Regions from separate parts of the Mus musculus genome. Here region 2 is linked to region 1. A link is a contact called in public Hi-C data. All regions are on one chromosome and are shown on one strand. Each heading gives the region's core, a stretch centred on a gene start, on an enhancer-like site or on the middle of the called end of the contact. The rest is flanking DNA. Distances are from core to core; before and after follow the strand shown. Region 1 overlaps Trpv4 (transient receptor potential cation channel, subfamily V, member 4). Region 2 holds the start of Hnf1aos1 (a long non-coding RNA gene).

The links. Hi-C and Micro-C count contacts between places; a contact is called where the count stands out from the background.
Region 2: a Hi-C map of B cells shows a contact between it and region 1, with 2.7 times the contacts expected there. The contact joins the promoter of Hnf1aos1 here to the enhancer-like site in region 1. A contact is called at or near these places in 4 of 39 promoter capture datasets (the C10 cell line, embryonic stem cells, hippocampal neurons and 1 more), 6 of 484 Hi-C or Micro-C datasets (B cells, the G1E-ER4 cell line, bone marrow-derived macrophages and 1 more), 1 of 115 datasets of contacts at active chromatin or transcription factors (pancreatic cancer cells) and 2 of 9 other capture datasets (embryonic stem cells and liver).

Annotation. Positions count from the first base shown.
Region 1 is chr5:114,637,967-114,641,445 of GRCm38.p6, reverse strand. It overlaps Trpv4 (transient receptor potential cation channel, subfamily V, member 4), which reads left to right. Exons shown (of 16, transcript NM_022017.3): 3 at 1,150-1,322. Among named protein-coding and RNA genes, the nearest start is that of Trpv4, 19 kb to the left of the region's middle. Within about 2 kb of position 1,920, at least 35 of the 459 cell types and tissues checked have an H3K27ac peak or open chromatin away from gene starts, as enhancers often do. A contact at or near this core is called in B cells and bone marrow-derived macrophages, where this site is marked.
Region 2 is chr5:114,966,973-114,970,451 of GRCm38.p6, reverse strand. Hnf1aos1 (a long non-coding RNA gene) reads right to left here and starts at 1,709. Exons shown (of 6, transcript XR_878697.3): 1 at 415-1,709. The region is part of intron 1 of Hnf1a (HNF1 homeobox A); the gene reads left to right.

The DNA of each region.
Region 1 (3,479 bases), core at 671-3,170:
CAGCCTGGGCTGGATGGCAACATGGCAGAGAGAGGATCTCTGTCCTCATGGTGTCCAGGCTAGCTCTTTCTCTCTGGTGCCCAATTAATGTTTGCGGAATGACTATACAGATGTCTCTCTTTTGTCTTCCTCAGCCCTCTCTGGGTCCTGTCACGCTTCTCTGCCTTGCTCTGTGGCTCAGCACCTCTGCCTTGCACACACAGGCTTCAGACACGTGGTTCTCAGGAATGATGGTGATTTTGGCTAACATGTATTGCATGCTTGTGTGTAGTGGGCTCTGGGCTAATACCCCGCTTTTATGGCCTCTTCTGTCCTAAACATCGTTGGATGATGAAATTAATGAGGGAGCGAGCGAGTGAACCAGTTCCTTCCCCTGCCTTCTGCCAGGCTTTTTTCGCCTCAGACAGTGCTCATGAAAGGCCAGATGGTAAGCTCAGGTGGTCGAGTACCAGCCCGGCATGCTCAGGGCCCCGGCTTCGGTTCCCATCCTTGCATAAGCCAGGCATAGTGGCTTGCATTGACGTCCCATCATTCAAGAGGCCAAGGTGGGACATTCAAGATCAGTTTGGGTTGCATGTCCCTTACAAAGCCAGTCTGGGTGACACAAGACCCTGTCTCTCACACACAAAGGTGTTCAGTAAATGTTAGATGGAGGACGGGGAAGATGAATAGGCAGGTGAGAGGGATGAAGGGGGTAGGCAGCGAGTGGTGAGGTGGAAGGATGAACAGATGAGCATAAAGATGGAGGGAGGGGTGAGTGGGGGGAGGGGTGAGTGGGTGAATAGAGGGATGGATGGATGGGTGATGAGTGGGTAGATGGATGGATGGGTGGGTGAGTGGATAGATGGATGGATGGGTGGGTGGGTGGGTGGACAGATGGATGGATGGGTGGGTGGATAGGTGACTGAGTGAGTGAGTGGTTAGATGGAGGGGGGAGGTGGGTGGGCTAGAGGATGTGCAGGCTTGCATCCTTTTCCTGTTTTTCTGCCCAACACACAGTAGGCCAGCTTACCTCTTCCTGGGCAAAGCATCCCATAGTATTCTTTAGTCCCTTGGGTTTCATTTCCCCCAACCTCTGACTACCTTAGGTGAGGGAGCACAGTGCAGGCAGAGGCTAAACTCCTGGTATCCTTCTTTTTTCCCTTCTAGGAAGCAGCCACAGAGCCCCAAAGCTCCTGCACCCCAGCCACCCCCCATCCTCAAAGTCTTCAATCGGCCCATCCTCTTTGACATTGTGTCCCGGGGCTCCACTGCGGACCTAGATGGACTGCTCTCCTTCTTGTTGACCCACAAGAAGCGCCTGACTGATGAGGAGTTCCGGGGTGAGCCGCACCAGTGGGCAGGGGGAGGGGTCTGCTCTGCTTGGGTAATCCTCTTCCCCGGTTTGCGTATCTCTTTGGGCCAAACACACAGAAGATCATTGGGTAGAGTCTGGACTCCTGCATCCTTCACCACGTTACGGAATTCATTCATGCAGTAGCCAACCAAAGTTTAGCCACGGGGGCTCTAACACACTTCTACACATTGATGGTGTGGTTCCCCCAGCCCCGAAGTGCTCTAAACAGGCAGCTGGAATCCCATGTCCCCCGTGGGTAGCATGGCAGTGGGTCGGGATAGCTGGAAGGTGGCAAGGTTACGGTTGGGATTCTCAGTTGCACTTCTAGAGATCTGCCTCACCCTCACCAGCTCCCCTCCCTGGCCCGACTCCCTCAGTCGCCACCCACAACATCCCTTTGCAGGGCTCCACAAAACCTGCATCCTCCCCTGCATGTTTTTCTGGCTGGAGGCTGATTAGCTCATCTGATTTTCAGGGTTATCTGGAATCTCTGCCCCACCCCTCCCACACGCCCTCGGGGTAGTTCACAACCTCTGTCAATGGGCCATTTAGAGCCGGGCTCCAGCAGGCTCCATAACCAGAGACATTCCGCCACCTGGTGGTCAGCTGAGGAACTGCTTCCTCTTTAGCAGTGGTTCCACAGCCGAAGCCGGGACCCAGGACCCGATTCCCCTTATGCCAGATGTGATTTGGAATCACGGAAGGTGCCTGGGTGGCTCCTTTAGTGAGTTCTTACTAATTCAGCGAGATGCCACTGGGTACCGAAGAAGTACCAGACACTGGGCTGGTGTCCGGAGGGAGGTGGAGGTGAGGTGGGGCTGAAAATGAGGAATTGAGCAAGGCATATAAGATTCGGTCTTAAGTGGCTCTCGGTTATTCAGGAGGGACCGGCATTGATCTTGCGACCACGTAAACAAGCACTGAGTTACAAACGGTGAAGGGTATCTAGTCAGGGGATGTGAAACAACCCCTCACACCCCCCCACCCCACCCCCCAGTCAGAGAGTTACATTAGTGTGTGAAAAGGGACGAAGGAGTGTTTCAGGTTGGATAGCTATGAAGGGACAGTGATTACAAAGACCCCGTGGCTTTCCATGACCTCTGAGATGACTATAGCAACTGCTGTATGCAAAGTGGATGAAGGACCACAGAGGCTGGGCAAGCCAAGGGGGCGGGGCTATCTTGGGCTTGTGAGAGACAGTGCCTGGTTCAGGGTGATGGTGGCAGAGATGACAGCCAAAGGGGTACCAGAAAAATGGATAAAACAGACATGCTGCAACAGGCGTGGGGCTGGGGTGGGGTGGGGGCGCTGAAAATTCAGGATGGGACTCCAGGGAGGGGAATTGTGTTACCATGGAGAGCTGATATTGCTGGTGATACTGGTAAAATGGAGGGTTGATACCACCCCATGACAGAGATTGGGGATGCATCTGCACAGCCCCCAGGGGCTCTGCCAGCATTCAGGGCAGCCCCCACCTGGTGCCCATGGGAAGCTGTACCCACGGATTGGTTCCGTGAACAGCTGGCTGGTGTTAGCCTGGGCCAGCTGCCCAGAAGACGGGAGAAAGGCTGGGGTGGGGGTCAGGCTGGATGCTTCCGAGGCTTAAGGCTCTCCCTGTATCTGGGGAGGGGGCCTTACATTTCCTTCCACAGGATGCTAACCCCAGCATTGACATTTAAGGGGGGCTTGTTGATGCCTGGGGTCCTGTGAATCACAATATTGGTTGATTCACCGATGTCCCCTTGATTGCTGATGAGAGATAATGCCAGGACTCCAACCCTGAGGGTCAGCCGGCAAAGCTCACCCTCACCCCATGTCTGTGGCTCCCACCTTGGATCCGTCGCCCAGGCCTGGTTGGTGGTGTTGGTGGGCGCTTGCATTTTACTGATTCTTTAGAGACGGAAGCTAGTTCCTGTAGCCAAACACATCGTAGCAAGGGAAAGGAACTTAGAAAAGGGTGTTGGTGAACATTGGGGAGAGGTGACAGGCACCGGGCCCACTCAGACTTCGAAAGATGTTGGACAGGAATGGAAAATGTTTACACTTACGTGTCTATGAGACCCCCCAGACACACTGTGCCCCTCTTTATACTCAGTCCAAGCTTTAGGGAGCATTGTGGTCAGCCCTTCACTCCCCTCTAGCG
Region 2 (3,479 bases), core at 460-2,959, 330 kb before region 1:
AAGCTTCACTTCCCGTCTAGGGGGCCTTAGGAGCTGTGGTCTTCAGGCTGGTGGTTAAGGGCTTCTTGCCGAACCTACCCCTCTGTTTGGCCCTACATACCCCGTATCCGTGGGCCACCTGTTTGCAGTCCGGCCTTTAGGAAACAGGGACAGGCCTGAGGTCACTTTGAAACAGAGGACAAAGGAAAGCCAGCCCCAAGAAAATGGTTGGAGAACTAGTGGGTGGTAGAAATCCTTCCCCAGTGTGGTCGTTTGTGCTCCCACAAATTCCACCTTCTTGGCTGGGGGGGGGGTCAGATCCAGGTTTGGGGCCCCAAAAGCCCCTGAGGAGGCCGGGCTGATGTTGGGCTTTTAGGGGATTTCCTGATCCGCCAGGGCCTTAAGCATCTGGCAGGGTACGCTTGGGTTTCTTACCTGGGGCAGATGGAGCTGAAGGTGGCAGTTTCCCTGCATGGCCAGGTGCTGCTTGCCCCTGACCCCAGCCTGGTCAGATAGCAGGGTTAGAGGCCTCCCCATACCAGACCCCCCTCTTCTGTTGTCTGGCTCCCCATCTCCTGGAGTGCTGAGTGGGTCCCGATTTCAATGCCTCCCCCGTCTCTCTCCTCAGCAAAGCCGTTCTGGTTACTAATTACCCACGCACGCCATTATTTCTTTTGTTTTATAAATTTATAAATAGCAAAAGGCTCTGATAAGGCCTGTGATCATTAACTTGTCGGGACGGTGGCGGGGAGATGCCCATTTGGGGGTGGAGAACGAACAGGAACACCAAAGTGAGGGAAAGGTAGCTTGGGGGCTGTGGGGAGTACTACCACCCCCAATTCCCCAAGCCTCCACAGTTTCCCTGAGATTATCGCCCGGCACGCTATTTTCTGTAGGGATTTCTGCTGTGCCTAAATCCCCATAATATAGAGATAACCGCCCCCCCAGAAGGAAGTGGTTAATAAACACGCTTTACAGTAGGGAAACTGAGGCTTAGACAGGGAAGGCGCCGTGGAGGGGCCTGAGGGCTGGCTGAGGAGTTTGGGGACAGTCTCACAAGAATACTCCAGAGGCAGCCTTTTTTCTGTCCAAGGTCCTGATTCTGACTTGGGGTGGGGGAGGGCTGGTGGATCCCGGCATTTCTGGAAGTGTCCAGAAGCCTCCCTGGGCCTTGGGCAAGGGGCAGAGGAGCAGTCAGGCCCCCTGACTTGGCAGAAAGTGGAGGGCAAAGGGCTGCCTCACCGCAGGGGAGGGGCAAAGGGCCGAGTATTGCCAGAACCAGGGCACAAGAAACCTGGATAGGGTGGAGCTGGGCCTGACCTGTCTTGGGGCCCCAGGTGGGGCTAGGGGCTTAATATGAGGCTGAGGGGCCAGGGATGCCAAGGGTCTTCTTACCTGGCTAGGTGGGACCTCTTGATCAGCAGCCCTCACGGTGGGGGCAGTGGGGGCTGGAGGGGAGCCTGGTCCAAAGCAGCTGGAACAGAGGTCAAAGTGCTCCCTGCAGGGGAACAGGCAGAATCCTGGAGGCAGAGGGGACAGGGGCGGTGAGGAGGATGAGATGGGAGAAGAGGGCTGGGGGAGTTGGGAGGGCAGAGGAGCCAGGAAAAGAGAGGGTCTCTCAGCAGCTGGGAGAAAGGGGCAGGGGAGAGAGGCTGAGCGGGGAGGAGGCTAGAGTGCTGTCCCTCCCAGGTTGCTTTTCTTTAATGCTAACAGCGAGCTATTTGCTTTCCATTTAAATTCGAGATGTTGCTATAAATTATCAACCAGCTCCTTGTTCCTGCGGAGTTTATAACTAACTACCCGGGTTACTTATTGTTCAGGTAACAAAGGGGACCTGAAAATGTCCCCAGGGACAAAAAGTGGGGCCTCTAGTTTCAGGACCAGGGGTGGGGGTGGGGGGGACCCTCTGGGGAGAGGGCTGGAGGACCCCCATGAGGGCCTGGCTAGTGGGGAAGTTGAGGCTGGAAGAGGCGGTGGGAAGGACTAACTCCCCACGGGAACTGTTGATTCCAAGGTCTACCTTTGGGAGAGGGAGAGGTGGGTCTGGGGTCTCGGATCCCACCCCCACCCCTTTTGCATCATGTGTGAGGCCACGGCAGACACCTCAGCTCTCCTCGCAGAGCTCCATCCTTTATCTAGTGTGTGACCTTGGGCAAGACCCTTTTCTCCCCCTGCACCAATGCCAGCAGGTAGACAGAGTAAAGGCAAATTCTCTATCTTAGTTCTAGTTCTGTGACTTCCCCTCCCCCCAGCTTCCCTAGTTCGATCCATCTATCGCTCCTTATCCCCTCTTTTGCGCCCTGATGCTGGCTTTGCCGGTTCTGGATGCGCACACACTTTGGTTTCCGCCTAGCATTGCCTACCTTAGTCTTTCTGCTCGGGCGGGACCCCTTTCTCACTTCCTCCTTGGCTCTTAGCTCCTTGGCTTCTGTCTCTGCATGAGGGCTGAACCCCAGCTCCCCTTTGCTGTTTCTGCCTGCTTTCTTCTGACCACTAATTGTCTCGTTACTTTATCTGTCTCTGTGTTCATTCCTTGTCCCCTGGTGTGAAAACATCTTGAGGGAAAAGTTTGTGATGTCACCACATACCAGGCATGAGTGAGCGAGAGCCTAAACTTCCCCTCGCACACCTCCTACTCCTCCCTGGGGAAGCACTTGGGACCCAGAGTCCTATCCTGGATGCCCTTGCAGGACCTTCCTATCCACCAACTGCTTAAACCCCAACCGTGCTGTTTCCTGATGCCCTCAGCCCCAGCCAAGCAGCCTCAGGGTTCTCCCAGCCAGGAACTCAGCAGCCAGGTGGCAGGCAGGATGCTTCAGCGGACAGTGGCTTGCCTTGGTTCCCACGCCAGCTTTGCAGCCAGTTAGGTGGGCACTGTCCCTGAGTCCCAGTTTCTTCTGCAGAATGGTGAAGACAGCACTCAGCCACAGGTTCAAGAGCATGGCACACAGCTAAGCAGGATCACATTTGAATGGTCCCATTTTACAAATGAGCAGAGGAAGGCTCAGTGAAGCAAAGGGACATCCTTAAGTAGTAAGACCAGACTTGGATGTGTGTGATGGCTTCATCTATGTCTGCACAGTGCTCTCGAGGTCCATGTTATCTCGGCATGTTTACTACCGCACCCCCAGACATTCTTACTGCTTGGCTTGATGGGAAATTCTTTCGCATGCCAGCCTTTGAAATTCACTGGGGCTTAAAGATGTACTGAATTCAGGTTTCCCTCTGGACAGTTTCTAAAACATACACACACATGCTTGCATGCATAAGTATATACACATGTATGCACACACACACAGGGACAATCATATACATGCATACACACACAGACACACATTCATGCACACATGCACGCACACACACACTGACACACAAGCACAAGCCTTCCCCACCCCCAGACACAAAGAAACATGCACACACACACATACACAGGCAGGTACATACAAATAGACTTACACAGACACACATGCACACACACATGTGCACATACAAACACACAG